2 separate regions of the Anas platyrhynchos genome follow, and region 2 is linked to region 1. A link is a contact called in public Hi-C data. All regions are on one chromosome and are shown on one strand. Each heading gives the region's core, a stretch centred on a gene start, on an enhancer-like site or on the middle of the called end of the contact. The rest is flanking DNA. Distances are from core to core; before and after follow the strand shown.

Evidence for each region. A called contact is a pair of places that touch in the nucleus more often than the background predicts.
Region 2: a Hi-C map of liver shows a contact between it and region 1, with 2.1 times the contacts expected there. The contact joins the promoter of OGFOD1 here to the promoter of TMEM170A in region 1. A contact is called at or near these places in 3 of 8 Hi-C or Micro-C datasets (liver, skeletal muscle and subcutaneous adipose tissue).

What each region holds. Positions count from the first base shown.
Region 1 is chr12:13,073,497-13,079,823 of IASCAAS_PekinDuck_T2T, reverse strand. It overlaps TMEM170A (transmembrane protein 170A), which reads right to left and starts at 3,077. Exons shown (of 3, transcript XM_027465749.3): 1 at 2,913-3,077; 2 at 2,574-2,780; 3 at 503-2,295. The coding sequence starts at 3,027. The coding sequence ends at 2,165. It overlaps CFDP1 (craniofacial development protein 1), which reads left to right and starts at 3,195. Exons shown (of 7, transcript XM_027465748.3): 1 at 3,195-3,353; 2 at 3,467-3,572; 3 at 4,125-4,335; 4 at 5,839-5,957. The coding sequence starts at 3,293. It overlaps SLC12A3 (solute carrier family 12 member 3), which reads left to right. Exons shown (of 17, transcript XM_072043997.1): 17 at 1-6.
Region 2 is chr12:13,209,998-13,216,324 of IASCAAS_PekinDuck_T2T, reverse strand. It overlaps OGFOD1 (2-oxoglutarate and iron dependent oxygenase domain containing 1), which reads left to right and starts at 2,314. Exons shown (of 13, transcript XM_027466648.3): 1 at 2,314-2,473; 2 at 2,563-2,708; 3 at 3,537-3,583; 4 at 3,661-3,761; 5 at 4,416-4,532; 6 at 5,029-5,120; 7 at 6,125-6,253. The coding sequence starts at 2,314. NUDT21 (nudix hydrolase 21) reads right to left here and starts at 2,254. Exons shown (of 7, transcript XM_027466649.3): 1 at 2,045-2,254; 2 at 1-48. The coding sequence starts at 2,160. LOC110351288 (a long non-coding RNA gene) reads right to left here. Exons shown (of 5, transcript XR_011812366.1): 5 at 4,614-5,193.

The sequences.
Region 1 (6,327 bases), core at 1,828-4,327:
CCTGTTGTGCTCCACGATGACCAAAGGGACTCAAAGCTCGCCCCCACTGCTTAAACCCACCAAGAGAAGGCAGCAGCCAACCCTTCCCCTCTTCTTTACATGAATTCCCTGCAAATTTCACAGCACCCAGGCACAGAGCAGCATCGCTGGGACAGCCACACAGCTGCCAGGTGGTGCCCAAGCTGCAAACACACAAACCAGACCCTGGGAGACTTCAGCAGGCAGACAACAGGGGGTTTTCTGTCTGTCCCAGTGATTTTTTTTTTTCCCATTTGTTCTCCAGAATGAGGGGAGTAGGCTCAGGGCACCAGCAGGATGGTACGGCCAGACCCGCCCCGTCCAGCCCCAGCACTTCTAATCCATCTGGGAAAGGACAGGACGGGTCAGTGAGTTAAACCAGGTGCTCCAGGCACAAGCTGTGCGTGGTGATTTGAAATAAGCAGCAGGAAGGGGCAGGAGATCCAAGCAGCTCACTCGTTACTCCTGCTTCTCATTTGGGGCAGGGGCTGGAAGCACAGAGGGGAGAGGCCCCACCAGAGCCCCAGGGCTCAGACCCCACCCAGCCAAGGAGAAGGATTTGCATTCAGCTCTTAAAATTCACAGCTTTATTCCCTGGATTAACACAGGCTAAAATTGAGCGTATTCTCCTTCAAGCTCCTGAAAAACAACTTTCTCCATCCGCTGCCAGAGGACTGATCAAGAGAAGTCATATCACAGCGAGAGAATTTCTTTTTCATGATGCACGTGATCCCGTTCAGGGCTGTTTCATCACCTTTGTGGAACACCACTGGCCGTACGGGGGGGATTAGACACGGAGGGCGAGCTGCTCTGGAAACCCAACGAGTTCAGAAACAACCCAGGTGGGAAGCGTGGCCTGGAAGGCCGGACACGGATGGTGCCTCCCTGCTGCAACCCAGATGATGGCAGCAGCCACAAAACAGCAGGGACCCCAGCAAAGCCCTGGGGCTGGCTACTCCACGCAGCAAAAGCCTCAGGATTCAGCCCCAGCCTCCCCACGGCCCCAAAAACCACCCCCCAGAGAGCACACCTGAGTGCCCTGAGCGCACAGCACGCCTCCAGGCAAGGGGCAGATGAAGAATTAATGAAAAGCCACTTAAAGCTAAACCAGTGTGTTAGGAGGGAGTGCACCTCGGCCAGTAGGGGTTGAGGGGCATCTAAAATTATGCTTGCACGCCAGTGAAGATGTCCAATTCTCCCACACCGACGTGAGCACGTTCAGCAGGTGAAATCAGGATGAGTTCAGGAACACAGATCTCCTCCAAAGCCCGAGAAACAACCGTGCACGCTCACATGTGCCCTGGGATTGCTGCTGCGGGCAGCGGGGTGCAGCTCCCGGGCAGGACGTCCAGTGTCTGAAGAGCTTCACAGTAATAAAATTGATTAGAATCACAACTTTCACACCATTTCCCTTGCCCCGAGGCATGTTCACAGCTCTCGGCCACAAGGTTTCATTCTCAGCTATGATTTTTCCTTTTGCTGCTCCCCAACTTCACCATGAGCAAAGATAGGGCCAGAAGAAAAACAATAAAGGAAATTTCTCACTAAAAGAGCTTTTGGCTCACTGCAAACAAAGCAGCAAGAGGTCAAAGCATTAACTGAGCGCTGAAGACACCACAGCAGGCGTGGCTGCTGTTCAGTTATGCTCTGCTGCTGCCACAATTTGTCACCTGGAGAAGGTAGCTGAGCCTCCCCCAGGGAAATAAAGTTTCACTTGGCACTTAGTGTTACGAAAATGTAACAAAATTAAATCTCATCTTAATTTCTAAAGCAGACCAGGGACCCCTTTAGTGGAACATTTTAGCCAGGAAGCAGCTGGGCGTTGCTTGCAGCTGTTTGCTCCGGATCGGTGGCACAGGTTGAGCAGTGCCAGGGGGAGCTAGCCCAGCCGTTACGGTGGCACACGAGCAACAGAAGTTACAGAAAGCACGTTCTCCAGTGCACGTTTGTGGCACATAGCCCTTCAGATCAGGCTCTGCCACCAGCCTGGAGGCAGAAAGCCTTCACACGGCCTCGAGCAGGGGAGGAAGCGCACACTGAGGCACCCCTCGAGTTGCGCTCCCTTGTTACTCGATTCACAGAGCCCAGGAGTGGGGCAGGTCTTTGGAGTCCCTTCCATTTTCAAGCGCTAACATCCGAAAGAAAGCTAGAGAGTGGCTAAAATCCGTAGGAACGAAACCACCACCACACAGAACGTCTGACCCACGCCTAAAATGAGGGCTTCGAAGGGAATCATGTTTTTCCCTGCGGCTCTGTAAACTCCTGCGATGGCAGCACCTGCGGAGAGGGGGAGAAAGCAGAAAGGTTACTGCGTGGCGTGGAAAACACACGGCTGTGCCACGGGGAGGGGGCTACAGCCCAGCGGGCTGGATATGTGATAAATCTTATCCACCAGGCAACGAATGTGGCTGGCAACGGGGATTAATGGAGAAAAGCATTGGCAGAGCTCTGCCAAGCCCCCCGTGAGGTGCTGAGCTGTCTGGGGGCAGCCTCTGGCTCCAAACCACGATGAGCCAGCCCACAGACACGGCCCATTTTTTACACAGCCCCCAAACCTGGGTGTTTTTTGCCCAAAGCGGCCGGTGCCGTACTGGTGAGGATGCCGGCGGTGATGGGTCCCACGATGCCCATCAGCAGCAGGCCCAGCGACATGAAGCGGCCGTACTTGTGGCGCCGCAGCGTGAAGAGGGCGAGCAGGGCGGCGGGGACGTGGAAGGAGAGCGAGGAGACGAGCGCCCAGAGGAACACCCCGTACCACATCTCTGCGGGGGGACGGCGCGTCATGGCGGGGCCGGGCAGGCCCGGGCTAGGCCCGAGGTAGGCCCAGCGGCCTCCAGCGGCCCCCCGGGAAGGCCGGGCCCGGCTCCCAGCCCCGTTCTCGGTTGTGTCCGTACCTGAGAAGGCCGCCAGCGGGTTGGAGTAGGCGGCGGTGCCGTTACCGGAGCGCGGCACCAAGCGCAGGCTGAGGATCTGCTGCAGCAGCCCGCCGCTCGCCTCGCCGCCCTCCATCGCTTCACCAGCCCCTCCCTCCTCCCCCCGCCTCGACCAATAGGAGAGCGCAGCGCGCTGACAGGCACCTCCATCCACCAACCAGCACCGCGCTGCCATGGCAACGGCTGCGGGGCGCCACCCGGAAGCGGAGGGGCTGCGGGCCGGGCTTCCCTCCAGGGCGGACAGCGGGGTCCTCCCCTCTAGGGGGCGCTGGAGGGCGGCGGCGGCGGCGGGGGCGGCGCTCTGGCGGCGGCGGCGGCTCTCGGTGGTTACCGGCGGCTCCATGTCGGGCTGTGAGGAGGAGGCGTACAGCTCGGCCGAGGACGAGGACTACGTGCCCTCGGGTGAGCCTCCCGCCGGGCCGGGGCTGGTTAGGGGAGCTTAATTAATCACCGGGGAGCTTAATTAATCGCCGGGGGGCCTAACGAGCGCGGTGCGTTGCCGGTTGTGCCCGCAGGCGCGGAGTACAGCGAGGATGAGGGCGGCGAGCTGCTGGAGGAGGAGGAGGAGGCGCGGCCCCGGGCAGCCCGCGGCAGGAGCAGCCCCCGCCGGCCCGCAGCCAGGTAGGGACGCGGCCGTGACGGGGAATTCACCGAAATTTGGCTTGTTTTTGGCGCTGTGCGGTGCTCCGCGAGGGTTTGTGGTTGGAAGGATGCTCGGTGAGGAGAAATGCCTCGTTTTGGTGCGTGTTATGGCTCGGGGCTGGGGGTTAAAAGGGTGGGAAGCCTCGGGACCCTCACCAGGGGCTGATTAGATCCGTTAATAATGCCCTTAATTAAGCAGTTTTTCATCTGGGCATCCTAAAACCATACATATAAGGCATATTTAAGGCCTCCTCACCTGGAGGTTCCTCCACGATCCACCTGTATGCCCACACTGTATGCCCCCCTATAAGCCCCATTTAGGGCTTCTCACCACGTTTTCCACCTAATTACTGTCATTTCTGATCAGGGCAGGCCTGTAATTAACCAGCTCACCCCCTCCGAGGTTAGGGGAAGCCTCCCAGGGTGCTGTAGCCAGAATACGGGGCGTCTGTATTGTTTTGCCCAACTAAGTTTGGTGTCTGGGGTGGTGCTGCAGGGTCTCAGTGCGGTTTTTTGGGTGTCTGCTTCCAGGAAGAGGAAGAAAGGAGGCCTCGTGCTAGAGCCCGATGAGAAAGAGGAAGGCAAGGCTCAGGAAAGTGAAGAGGAGGAGGTGGACGACTTGAAGCAGGCAGAAAAAGACAGGGAAGAAGAAGAGAAAAAGAAAGAGGACGCGCTTTGGGCCAGCTTCCTTAGCGATGTGGGACAGAAGCCCAAAGCAGCGGTGGCCACGCAAGCTGACAAGGTACCGGGGCCTTCACCGAGGGGATGTGTTATAAATGGCATTCCTCACAGATGTGTGTGGGAAGGGGCTGAAGTTGGGAAGTGCTGGTTCTGGCTGGTGGAGGGGATGGATTTGCTCCTGCCCCATCCATCTTATAAGTCTGGAGCCCCACCATGGGCAAAACATATGCAGCTGGTGGTCTTCCAGACAGGGAGGTCTACAGTCTGATGGCGCTGATTTTTTTGGAGATGCTCATAAGCATCCTGGAGTGTCCCATGGAGCCCTGGTGGCTTCCCTTCCTGTTGTTGGGTCCCCTTGTGAAGTAGAAACAGTGAGGCCTGGTCTGAGTTACCTTGTGTGTACAACTCTCCCCCGTGGCTTCTTGAGCCTCTCCCGCTGCTCCAAAGCTAGGGAGACAGAGGAGAGGCACCACTGCCCCTCTCTTGCTACGATTGATCCCTTTTTTAGGGGATTGGCCAAAATAATCTCTTATAACTATAATCTTGACTCTTGAACGAGTGACGTGTGAGGAGAACAGTTCTCATTGTGTGACGCTTCTTTCTCTAACCACTGGAAAGCTGGAGAACAGCGTAGCTGCATAAGCTTGCAACTTTCAGAAGAGCCTTTCTCTCTGAAGCCTCACGCTTCTCTCCACCTCAGTTGATCCTGGTTGAGCAGCTGAGGTGGCTGTAGGTAGGCAAGAGAGAAGGAGAGAGGAAAAGTTCTCTTCTGAGCAGTTCTAGTTTTACGCGTGGATCACTAGAACACGTGTGGTCATTAAAAGTTCCCCTGCGGTCTGGAATAATTTATGGAGATGCAATTCCTCTGCTCTTCTTGTGAACTTCTTAATTTGGACTTGTTTTCTGAAGCTGTCCTCAGTGTGTGGTTGATTTTGAGCACGAATTCAAGTTTTTGCATTGATTATGTGCATGGTCTGAGGATTTTCACGTATAACATTAAAAGATCTAATTGTTACTGTGTGAATAAAGAGGCAGTGTAGACAGATAGCTTAAGAAAGCTATTTTCCTCTCAACATCGTTGACAAATGGCCTGGTATCTTCAGGGTTCTCTGTGAAGATCAGCCTTGCATTTGCTACCGATGGGTCTCATATATTCCTGGGCAAAACCGAATGTATTTCTGTTTAATCCACCCTGGCAGCTTTGCTTTTTGGCTGTGCTTGATTTGGGAAAACTGAATTCTTCAGAGTTGTGCTTGCTTTCTGAAGTGCAGCAATATATTCTTGTCAGTTCCTATATTTAATTACAGTTTCACTTCTCATTTTGGGTCTGTTCTAAATCTTGACTTCCAATGAGAGTCTGGGAAGGAGACAGGGAGTTTCCTTCTAGCAGCAGGGATTCTTTTGCTTCTTCTTGTCTGTGGGTGACGTGCTTTGACCAGCCAGACTGAACTGTGGTGCTGCCTGAGGGTCCTTGGTGCTGTCTTGGGCCCTTGGCCACTCGGAACAGTGACTTGGTTTGGCTGCACGAATGCATTGCTTTGCTTTCTCCTTCCTGTATTCACAGGCTGAAGAAGAGAAGAATGTGAAGAAGCTTCAGGAGAAACCAAAAGACTCCGAGAAGCCAAAAGATTCAGGAAAAGTGACAATCACCAAAGTGTTTGACTTTGCTGGTGAGGAAGTCAGGTGAGTTGGCAGCTCTGTGCAGAGCAGGTGTCCTTCTGCTGCCGGCAGGCTGGGGGTGCGTGGTGTATCCTCTCCTTGTCCCTTTATGCTTCTAATCCTGAGCACAGAAGGCCAGGATTCTTCTACCTGAGGGCTGCATCTTTAGATGTAGACTTCAGCCTTCACATTGTACCTTCAGAACATTCCTTTTTAAATGGTGACACTGCCACTGAGGGTTGAGACAAGGAGAGAATCGAATGTGGCCATGCAGGCATGACAGCTGTGCATTTTATTCCTTCAGTCTAGTCCAAACCCAGTGCCGAGGGCAGGATATCTGCTGGCATGTTCCCTGGCGTTGTGCACAATCCAGTACAAAGATCTGCAGATAGTA
Region 2 (6,327 bases), core at 1,065-3,564, 140 kb before region 1:
TCATAGAGGGGCTCCTTTGTACCAAAGGTATAGTTGGTAAGAGGATACCTATAAGGAAAAGAAATAGGTTACAGCATGACAAGAAGGCTGGATTTAAATCACAAGCACGCAGAACAGTCCCTGCTTGAGCAAACGGTAACTCCGTCACTCTCATAGGGAGGTGGCAAGCTGAGTTGCAGCACCCACATGACACCAAGATCTGCTCGAGGAGATACAAGCACAGGAAGCCAGGCTGACCGGACACGATGTTACGGGGCCGATTCAGAAGCAGGCAGGGAACTCCAGACGTGCCAGCAGCCCGCTTGGACCTGCACACCGCAGACCAAAGGCAGCTGAGGCTCTGAGAGGAGATGGGAAAGGGACGGGAGAGAACTGCTGGGAAGGATGGAAGCTGCACGGGACAGCTCCCGTTTCTGCAGGAGTGATGAAGAGCCTGAGAACTGAACTGTTAGAAGAGGTTTTGCTTTGAAGGGGAAAATGAGATGCCTGGATCATGGAAGGGGAATGCTGAGCATCAAGGGCAGGGCTGGGGGCCTGGGGTAAGAAGAGCTTGAGCAGATCACGCAGGTGGCTTTGGTGTTGGACCTCTGCTTCCTCTAGGAACAACGCAGAGTACCCTGAAGGGATTTCTATAGGCAACAGGGACCAAGTAGAGAGAGAAGAATCAGAAGAAAGAAAAACTTAAGAAATTAAATAGCCCAAGAAGGCACAGAGGGCAACAGGAAAGCATTATTGTACAACTAAATGCAAGTAACAAAGAAATCACAAGCCACTTCCAGCTGCTGGAGCCGTTCTCAGGCACACAAGTGAACCAAAATTCGTTTCCTAGCTGCTGATACCTTCATGAACAAGCTTCTCCCCTGCACTTAGAACCACCTACATTTCCATTCATTTCCTTTCTTTTTGATTCCCAGAGAGCCATACTAATAACCCGCTGTGTTTCCCTGTAATACCCTATACCACGTGTGTGTGGGTACATTAGTTCCTACCTCACAACTGTTAGCTCGTGCTCTACACAAAAAGTTGGTAATAGTTTCCTACTGATTCTTCTCTTCAGAAGCACCATAAAAATACCCCAACCTTTGAAACTAACATTTAAACTTCTGCAATAAGACTCTAACTGTGAATAAACCCAGCTGTACCAAGCAATACACACTAATTTGTTTGATTAAGGGCTAACAGTGAATATGGACTACTGCAGTTCACATTTACTGCTTTGCAGCTTGACAGGCGTATTCCCCAAAGAACGCATCAGAGTTTACTCAGAGAAGGCAGCAGAAATAGATGCCTTCTCATGCAATAAAAGTACAAATAATTGCTCTAATTGCCACAGATATGAACTTTGTCAGGTAGCAACTAAAGTGAAGTTGAATTAAAACACCTGGCTCACTCAGTGGCAGCAGGGAGATCTAACCACATGCCGCTGCCCACGCTGGGTGAGCCCAACGGCAGCAGAGCCCCGCTGCTCTCCCAGGAGTCACCCTGAAAGCTGCAGGAGGGGCAGAGGGGCCACCCTTCACTCTGTGCCACCTCTCCCTGACCCCCTAGAAACATAGAACCATAGATGCATAAAGGTTGGAAGAGACCTCTAAGATCACCTGGTCCAACCACTGCTGTCCCCCACTAACCATGTCCCCAGGCACCACGTCCAATCTCTCCCTGAACACCCCCAGGCACAGTGACTCCACCACCTCCCTGGGCAACCCATCCCAACACCTGACCGCCCTTCCTGAGCAGCAATGTCTCCTCATTTCCAACCTGAACCTCCCCTGGGGCACATTGAGGCCATTCCCTCTGCTCCCATCACTGGGTACCTGTGAGAAGAGGCCGACCCCAGCTCCCCACAGCTTCACTTCAGGCAGTTGCAGAGAGCAATGAGGTCTGCCCTGAGCCTCTGCTCCTGCCTGAAAGACCCCCTTGCTGCACCCAGAGCCCCTCAGAAACCCCCAGAACCTCTCAGAAGCCCCTCAGAGCCCCTCAGCAGCCCCCCAGGGCCCCTCACAGCCTCCCCCCAACGCCGGCCGAGCGCTGTCGGGGCTCTCACAGGTTGATGGTCCTCTCGAGGGTGAGCGGCTTGGTCTGCTGGATGTACTTATTGCCGAACTGGTTGACCCCGCGGGGCCAGCCGGTCTGCGAGCGGTTGGGCGGCACCACCGACATGGCGGCGAGGGCAGCAGGCCGGCGGGAGCGCCGTCCGCCATCAACCACCCGGAAGCCGCCTCAGGAGCCGCGCTTCCGACCATAGAGACGAGGTCCTCCCGCGCGCGCGGGGGACGCTGGGAGTTGTAGTCCCCGCCTCAGCCCGGCGGCGCCATGGGGGCGAAGCGGCGCGGAGCGGCGGCGGCGGGGGGCGGCGGCGAGGAGAAGCGGGGGCGGCGGGCGGCCAGCGCCCAGCTCTGCGCTGCCCTCGGCGATGCGGCGCTGAGGGAGCGGGCGGCGGCGGCTTGGGCCCGCGGGGAGCCGCTGCGGGACGGTAGGAGCCCGGTTGTGCCCCCCCCACCCCCTTTAATCCCGGTTCCCCCCCCCCCCGCGGTCCCCTCAGCGCCGTTTGTGCCCCCTCAGAGGCGGTGTCGGTGGAGCCGGCGCCGTTCCGGCACGGGGTGCTGCCCCGCTTCCTGCGCAGCCCGGCCTTCGCGGCGGAGCTGAGCGATGAGCTGCTGGGCCTCGGCTTCACAACGCGCCGCAACGACCTCGTCTCCGTGCGGCAGGTGCGGGGGGGGGGGGGGCGGGGTTTGGGGTCAGGGGATGGGGAACGGGGGGGGTTTGGGGGCAGGGAGTGGGGATCGGGGAGGTCTGGGGTTAGGGGATGGGGAATGGGGGTGTTTGGGGTCAGGGGATGGAGAGCGGGCAGTTCTGGGGAATAGGGATGGGGACCCGGGGTGTTTGGGGTCAGGGAATGGGGAACGGGGAGGTCTGGGGTCAGGGAGTGGGGATCGGGGGAGATCTGGGGTTAGGGGATGGGGAATGGAGGTGTTTGGGGTCAGGGAGTGGGGAATGGGGGGGGCTTGGGGTCAGGGGATGGGGAGTGGGAGAGATCTGGGGTTAGGGAGTGGGGAACAGGAGGGTTCTGGGGTCAAGGGATGGGGAGTGGGAGAGATCTGGGGTCAGGGAGTGGAGAACGAGGCTGTCTGGGGTCAGGGGATGGGGATCAGGGGTGTCTGGGGTCAGGGAACGAGGAATCAGGGCATCTGGGGTGAAAGGATGGGGGTATCTGGGGTTAGTGGGGCCCAGGAAGTGGGAGCCAGGGAGCAGGGAGCGGTGGGGGAGAGTCTGGGGTGAGGGGGTCTGTGGAGCAGGGGTCGTGGGTTGGAGGGGGTCTGGGAGTGGGCTGGGGAGCAGGGGACACGGACCGGGGGGTCTGGGGATGAGGGGCTCCAGGAGCAAGGCCTGGGGCGGCTGGGGAGCAGGGACCGGGGTTTTGGGGCCCGAGGGGTGTCCAGGAGCAGGGTCCAGGAGATTCCAGCAGGACCCCAGGGGTGTCGGGGAGCAGGGCTGCCCTAACTGCTTCCCTCCTGCCCGTCCTTGGGGTGCCACAGTCCGAGGAGCTGGGGGCCCGGCCGGAGCCACACGTCGCCGCGCTGAGGTAAAGGCCTGGGGATCCTCGGGTAGGAGCCGGGGCTGGCCCCGAGCCTGCCCTACACCTCGTGCTTGGCTCCGCAGGCGAGCGCTGAGCGGAGAAGTCCGAGCGTGGCTGTCTGCCATCACCCAGATCGAGCTGGAGCCCACCATCGACATCTCCTGCGCTAAATACGAGTGTACCGGTCAGTCTGCCAGCAGCCCTGCCCCTGACGCTGCTGTGGGGGTGCAGGGAGCTGTGTTCCTGCTGAAGACCCTCCAAACCCCCATGCTAGCCCCTTATAATGCCAGGAAGGTCCAACAAACTGGCAAAAGTCACGCTCAGGGAGAAGAAACACGTGTGAGGTCCAGATTACGGAAAAGCTATCGCTGCAGTCACCTCACCTAGCCTTTTTGTCATGAAAAATGACCTCAGGCTGGGGATATTTGTACTGCTCTTAACTCAAAGGTTTTCTGCACAACCAACCATTGTCCTCTTCTTAAGAGATCTACCCCCCCTCCAGCAAAAAACCTCCTCAAAGGGCAGTGGTGCATTAAAGAATCAGACCTTGAATCACCGATTAATGTAGGAATCTGTCCACTGTACCCAGCAATAGCTGCAGAGGGTGGGTGACAAGAATTGTAACCGTGTGCGTCGTCAGAGTGGGCTAATCCATCACTTACACCAAAACCCCACAGCGTTACTCTTACTGTGCTGGTGATGCTGACAGGTGACACTACAGTTCTTGGGCAGGGCATGTTTATTCTTGTATCTGTGTGGGGACAAAGCTGAGAAGGAACCACTGAAATTAATTGTACGTATAATAGGTTCTACTGCAGCAAAATGTGTGTAATTGCAGATGTCTTACTGTGCCACGATGATGAGCTGGAGGGTCGGAGGATTGCTTTCATCCTGTACCTCGTGCCACCCTGGGAGAAGAGCGACGGGGGGACGCTGGACCTGTTCAGCACAGATGGTAAGGGCTTGGAGCTCAGCCTCAGGGGACTGGAAAAGATGAAGCTTATGTGGCCCTTGCAGCAACTCTGCCCTCAAGCACTACAAGGAAGATAAATAATTTATTCTTAATTCAGAAAAGCTGACATATGGATAAAATTTGCACCTTGGAGAGGGGCTGTAGTAGTCTTTGCAGACACGGCTGGTGGGTGACAGCAGAGGAAAAAGAGGCCAATGAAGAGGGGAATCCTTTTTTTCCCCGCTTCTTTGAAGGAGCCAAGAATGGAGGCAGGATAGAAGTGAAGCCGGTAACTGTGCTTGGAACTTTAATGTGACGAAGATAACTTTCCTTTCCAGCAATAAAAGTTCACTGATTGCTCATCAGGCTCTTGCTCTGAGCTCCATACCTTACACCCAGGTGTCTCACCTGTCACAATATCATGTAGGCAGAGAGAAATGTCAGTTCCTCGCAAGCACCAGTTCTTATCTTAATCAGAGTATGCTTTCTTCCTCCTCAGAACACTTTCAGCCGCAGAAAATCATCAAGTCATTAATGCCTTCGTGGAACACGCTGGTTTTCTTTGAAGTGTCTCCAGTCTCTTTCCACCAGGCAAGGAGCTGCCTTTTATTCATTTTGATTTTTCTCACTGTTGTGGTTATTCATTCCGTGTGTAATAACAGTCCTGGTGGGTTGGGGAGAAGGAAAAGGGAGAAATGTACGCAGTCAGGACAGATACTTATGCAAAGTGCTGTATTTTAAAGGCTAGTGACTTTGAGGAGGAAGGAACTGACAAAGCCAGCTTTAAACCATCCGTCTAGCTTCATCATCTTGGGGAAGAAATTCCAAAGTCTTCATGTGCTATTTAGAAATTCATGACAGTTGGTGGCTAGCAATCAGTCGTAAGGGGATGGCTTTCTCTTCACACTGCTATTACAGTTCATCACTCTCGAATCTGCAGCTGTTCAGTTTAGCCCAATTCATGTCTGTGCACAATTTCATTAAATCAATGTTTAATGGTGGCTATCGCTGTGAAAAACAAGGGTTTCCACAGACCAGTTTAAATGCCAGGATAAAAGACTAGCTCTTAGTCTGAAAGGTTTAATCCAGAGCCAAAGGCATCAGGCAAGTGCCCTTCATGATGGCTTGTTTTACGGCACTTTTTAAAAAGTAAAAGACAAAAGTGAGACCAGCATAGCCTGCTGTGGCCCACATGCTCATCTGTATTCTGAGTATCCAGATTAACCTGTGGCAGCTGAGTTTTGCAGCCTGTGCTGGCTGGTTCTTCAACAGGACAAGTGGTAGAAAACTGACGTTACTTTTAATAATGAAGTGACTCAACTTTTGCGCAAGCTATCAGAGAGGGGGAGTGGGTTCTGCTGGGTGCTTAAAGTGAAAGCTCAGGATCGGATTTTGGAAATCTACAATGGATTTGAACATCAGAGTTTCCTTTCGCCCTCTCTGTGTGAACAGGGAATAACCCAGTTTGCTCTAGCCCTTGTCTGACTCCTGTCTGCATCTAGTAGGCTCTCTGGAGTCAAGTCTGCATGTTATGATGAGTCTAGGTAGCCTGTTACATGGTCTAAACAGTAACGTGCTGCTCAACGTTGTTACAGGTGTCAGAGATCCTGTCGGAGGAGAAGTGCCGCCTGTCAGTGAGCGGCTGGTTTCACGGCCCACCAATAGACAGACCTGCACCCTACATTGAAGCTCCCTTGCCCAGGAGCCCACACATCCCTTACGATGTGAGTAGCAAGCCTAGATTTGCTTAACGGCATTTCCATTTCTTTCATGGCAGCTGGAGTACCTGCTTGGGACA